Linked DNA regions of Triticum aestivum: region 1 is linked to region 2. The links are chromatin contacts, called in public Hi-C maps. All regions are on one chromosome and are shown on one strand. The core of a region is the stretch at or near the end of the contact, and the rest is flanking DNA. Distances in the headings are between cores, read along the strand shown.

What was found. A called contact is a pair of places that touch in the nucleus more often than the background predicts.
Region 1: a Hi-C map of leaf shows a contact between it and region 2, with 5 times the contacts expected there. The contact joins the promoter of LOC123162861 here to the promoter of LOC123157504 in region 2. A contact is called at or near these places in 4 of 5 Hi-C or Micro-C datasets (leaf and an unstated tissue).

The regions. Positions count from the first base shown.
Region 1 is chr7B:422,932,050-422,934,749 of IWGSC CS RefSeq v2.1, forward strand. It overlaps LOC123162861, which reads right to left and starts at 1,402. Exons shown (of 2, transcript XM_044580618.1): 1 at 772-1,402. The coding sequence starts at 779. It also overlaps the pseudogene LOC123162860.
Region 2 is chr7B:422,801,981-422,804,728 of IWGSC CS RefSeq v2.1, forward strand. LOC123157504 (bromodomain-containing protein 3) reads right to left here and starts at 1,333. Exons shown (of 8, transcript XM_044575798.1): 1 at 1,108-1,333; 2 at 155-973; 3 at 1-44. The coding sequence starts at 859.

The sequences.
Region 1 (2,700 bases), core at 152-2,651, 130 kb after region 2:
CTGCAACAAGGCGATACATTTTTATCATTAAACAAAATACCAAAAAGCGAACTTATCAGAAAATATCCATTCATGTTAGATTAGTTGATGTTGTCTCTAAAGTAAATTTATCAGTGTTGAATGTTAAAAAATATCATGCATAAGAGTGCTTATAACAAATATAGTTGTACTGTTATAGTTGGGATGTTGTCGCAACTCCAGAAGTATGTATAACGATACTTGATAAATCATAAAGCTCTAGAGTCCAAAGTTCATAAGACAATGTTTTTTCTGACAAATAGCTTCACCCTTAGAGATGATTTCTATTTCCCTTCAAAAAAAACTGCAGGCTCCAAATATTGGCTATAGCAGATGGCGAGTTTCAATCAGGTGATTTTTCCTAGAAGGAAATGAACCAATCACAAAATCAGTTGAGTTTGGCAAACAGAACACCTAGTGCGAGTAGGAAACTGAAACTGAAACACGTACTGGAGCCAATGGTTACACAAATTTCTCCAAGGTCGAAGTTTATTTCTCCCTCATCTAGTAGAACAATCTAATGGTAGCTACTACACTTCATATTCATTTCTCCGGCGTCCAACGTATCACCAAGAGGAAACGAAAAATTGTACCACGGTGGAAAGAGGTCAGTCTGACTAATCTAACTCAGAGGCATGATGAAGTTGCTACTACCTTGGTCTAGATTAGTTAACACATATATAGCTGAATTAAGAGCTCCTAATTTAACTGACATCTTACTACTTGTACTCTTGAGGATGATGTATCGCGCACCTTGCCATAGTTGGCGAAGATAATCTTGAGGATGTGTTCGAGCCCCGCCGGGTCGGACGTGTAAATCAACCCCTCGTCCCAGTGAGAGCAGCCGGAACGTCATGTGCTCGCGGAACAGGTCCGTGTAGTAGTCGTGTAGCCACCGGACGTGGTATACCTAGTGGAACGCTGTGGCCACGGCGGGCGGGTACCGTTTCGCTCCAGCGCCGCCGCCGCCGAGGATGAGGACAAGGTACGAGCAAATATGTCATTCCTTGTCAGAGAAACCGAAAACCAAACATGCACTGTAGATGACCGTCGATGAGGGACGTATGCAAATCACCCGGGCCAGCATGTCCTTCGTCACCAGCACCACCGTGCCATGGGTCGGGCGTGGTAAGCAGCTGCATCCCCGGGAGCGCAGGAGCTCTCGCCCTCCTCAACGTCTACGGCGTGTGGTTAGCCGACACGCCGGCAGCGTCGTCGTCCCGGTGATCCGCTACGTATCCGAGGCGCTGGCGGCTGCTGCGTCCTGGTGATCCGCGACAGCGGCGGCGGTCGCCGGCGTCGTCTTCCCGGGTCGGTGACGGTGTCTGCGACTGCGTCTCGATCCGAGGATTACCGGTCTGGGATCTCGTCCGGGACAAGAGGATCGGCGTCGGCGGCTGCGGTTGCGTATCCTCCGGAGACGAGAAGGAGCGGATCAGGACCTCGTTTGGGAGAGGAGGAGCGTTGATATGTTTTTTTTATTTGAGTGATTTTTTGTCGATAGATAGATTAGAACCAGTGATACACGGGTGTTGGGAGGTGCCAAGTGCTCGGAGTACAGATTCCGTTTCTAGGGGGAGACGCTGACGGAGACGAGTCACGACAGGAGTCAATCAGATAGCTCAGAGCGATTTAATCTAACGGCGCAGGAGGCGACGCCCAGCGCTGGCCTTTATTAAGCGGCGGAGACGGGCTACCGGCTGCATCCTGAGCTAACCCTAATACCTCCTTCCCCTCATCGCCGCCGCCGCCGCCGCCACCGCCACCGCTGCGATGTCTTCTGAGCCTCTACCCGCCTCCACAGAGGCTCTCGAGGCAGATCTCTCCGCCGCTACGATCAGCAAGAAGCAGCTTAACAAGGAGGCCCGGAAGGCCGCAAAGGCAGCGAAGGCAGAAAACGCAGGGAAGGCCGAAAAGTCTCAGGCGGAAGAAGAAGACGACCCCTTTGCGGTCAACTACGGTGACGTTCCACTCGAGGAGATCCAGTCCAAGGTCATCTCCGGCCGGTCCTGGACGGACATCGGCGACCTCGATGAGGCCGCCGTGGGCCGCTCCGTCCTGATCCGCGGATATGCGGAGAAGTTCCGCCCGGTCTGCAAGAAGATCGCTTTCGTCGTGCTTCGCCAGAGCATGACCACCGTGCAGTGTGTGCTCGTCGCTAGCGCCGACACCGGCGTCAGCACGCAGATGGTGCGCTTTGCCACCTCCCTCAGCAAGGAGAGCATCGTTGACGTCGAGGGCGTCGTCTCCCTACCCAAGGACCCCCTCAAGGCTACAACGCAGCAGGTCAGCCATCTGGGCCCAAAGGCTGTTTCTTGTCAGCCGAATTCAACATGGATTGGTTTGTTTGGGCTAATGAATTGTTTTTGTGCTCGTTTGACTGGCAGGTGGAGATTCAGGTCAGGAAGGTCTACTGCATTAGCAGGGCAATCCCTACACTTCCAATCAACCTCGAGGATGCAGCCCGTAGTGAAGCAGAATTTGACCTGGCTGAGCGGGTATGTCCTTTCCTTTGTTTCCCTTCTCCTTGCAGGAATCACTCAACTGTTGTTTCCCAGCAGTTCATGTTTCCCGTCTATGATTCTTATTATCCTGTCGTGGTTGGTTTAAGAGATTTATTACTCTTGCAGACAGGAGAGAAGCTGGCGCGTGTTCACCAGGAGTCACGGTTGAACTATCGAG
Region 2 (2,748 bases), core at 83-2,582:
TTAAATGGCTCAGCTGCGTCGACCTTCATAACCTTCTTAATAGCCTGAAAGCAAAAGAGAATTTCAGTAAAGGTTTCATGTATTTCAGGTCTTTACCATGTGATATTTGGAGAATCAAAAGAAGCCATGTAAAGTTGAGCCAAATTGTACTCACTTCAAGTGCAGCAGCTAACTCTTTCTCATCGCGCTGAGATTCCAGGGTAGACTGCTTTATCTCCGACCCTTGTGAGTTCTTTGGCTCCGATGCACTCTCACTTTCCTCGGTTCCTAAAACAGTTTCCTGCTTACTTGGAAGAGGTTCATGTACTTCATCAACTTCCCTGTCCTGGGTGTTATCTTGTACTGAAGAAGATAACCCCGCGGACACGATCTTTATGATTCCTGCTTTCTTTGCCACCTTGTCCTTATCAGAACCACTCAACTCCGTCTCCTGCCTATCAGTTGTCTGGCCAGTTGACGATGCAGCGATACCTTTTTCGGCAGTAACTTCAGGGGCAGCAGTCTGAGATTTACCAGCATCGGCGGGTGCCTGTGCTACCGACGAACTATTGTTGAGCTCCGACGCCTTGGAGGTTTTGAACTTCAGCTTCACACGACCGTATACCGCCCCCACCTTGGGCTTGGCGTACGGTATATCAGCGGCGGGATGAGCCGGAGCTGGGGCAGGGACGGTCGGCTTCTCCGGTTCAGGAGGAGGAGATGGTTCAGGCACTGCCGGAGTGGACCTCGAGACTGGCGCATTCTCCGCTGGGATGTTCTCTTCGGTGCTTGGGCTGGACGGAGATGCCGACGAAGAGTCTCCCCCGGTGGTATTCGAAGAACTCTTCTTGCCCGGCGTGCTGCCGCGCTTGCGCTTCATCTTATCCGTCTCTTGCTAGCACCCCAAGATAAAATTCTTGGAAATAAGCCGCTCCCGCACCTGCGCGCCGCGCCCTGAGGGGATCGATCTCGCGCCGGAGTGAATTAGGAGGACCTAATCGGAGCAGCCATGAATGGACGGATGGATGGGTTAGATTACTACGGGCACCGGGCATCCAAGAAAACCCGGCAACGGAGAGAGAGAGGAGGCCCGCTGCCGCAGCGAAGAGAGAAGCTAGGGTTCCTTACCGGCAGAAGAAGGGTCGATCCACGGCAGTGCGGTACCAGTGGGGCTGGCTTGTTGCGTCCTGTTGGCGCCACGAACTTGTGAGGAACAAAAGACCGGGAACTGGGAGGCGACGAATTTGGGGGAGGGATCGGGGAAGAAGAGGGGTAGGCTGGAAGAGGAGGAAGAAGAAGAGGATTAGAAATCTCAGGAGCCTTTGTGGGTTTGTCGACTGGGCTGCGTGTCTTTAAAATAGTTCATGTGGGCCGGGCTGATTCTTATGGCGCTGCCGGGCTGGCTAAGGTTGTTCATGTCATACCCAAGATCTCAAAAAAAAAAAAATTGTGAGCGGCACAGAAGAAAAGCTCCAAGTACCCTAGGCGATTAGGGTTTTGACCTACTCTGCCGGGATGCGATCGGCGTTGAGTATTTACTACCGGCAGCTGCGGTGTACCCCTGCTCCATGCGCTTGCGCGGACTCTCGGGTTGATACCTTGGAGTTCTGCTCCAGAATAGGAATGAAGTCACGTAACTCATTTGTTGTTTTTTTGTTGGGATCGGCCAGGTGGCCCAGATAATAATGCATGGCGGCCTCAGGTTCTTCCAATGGGACGACATAGGGAAAGAGGGTTGAGTCAAGGGTGGATCTAAAGCAGGCGACGCTTGACATATCTGCAAGAGGGCGAATTGGATGATGTGTACGTCAGAGAGGAAGAGAATGGAAATTGGAAAAGGCGGCGCGCTGGATGGTGGTGGCAAAAGTGAACATGAAGAAAACTTTTAGTAGTGCATCACTCAAGGAGGCGTTGAAAATTATAGGAAGTCTAGCTCATGATCCAAAGATTCGAGAGGTGGATGACAACCTCTTTGTGATTCAAGTGCGCTGCTTGGGTGACCGGAAGAGGCTAATGTTCTAGGTCTGTGGATCTTCTGAGGACTAATGTTTTTGATAGAGGAGTATGATGGCAGGACGTCGTCGGAATCGGTTAAGCTTCAGCATGTTGTCTTGTGGGCGCGTATCCATAAGATTCATGATCTTTACGTGAATGAAGCGATAGTTGATCAACTCACAAGGTGGGTCGGGACTATGAGGAGTGTGGAGATGAACTCGGCACGGTACTTGGAAGGAATTATGTCAGGGTCAAAGAGAGTATCGAAGTAGCAAAAAAGTTGATCCGTTGGACTCCACTAATCTAGCTGTGGAGGGACATTTTTTGGATGTCGAATATGAAAAGATCTGGTACTTCTGTGAGGTTTGTGGCTTGCTTGGCCATGATAAGCAAGAATGTGGGGATGGTATTCACCCATCAAAAAAATTGCAATGGGGCAAGTGGTTAGTGGCCAAAAAAGAGAGTCACACAAATGGCTCAAAGCAAAGCTATGAGCGGCAGGACCTTCAGGAGCTTCATGGGTTCTTTGCATGATGCCGCATAAGAGGATGTCTAATGATGCATGACTGGGGAAATGAAGTTCTTGATGACACTACCGAAGGACCTTTGAAGCAGAAGGAGGCAGATGATGATGATGATGATGATGATGATGATGATGATGATGTGATGATGACGACGATGATGATGATGATGATGATGATGATGATGATGATCGCTCTGATCGGATAGAGGGGAAAGTTTTGCGACAAGAAAACTTAATTTGGATTTAACTAG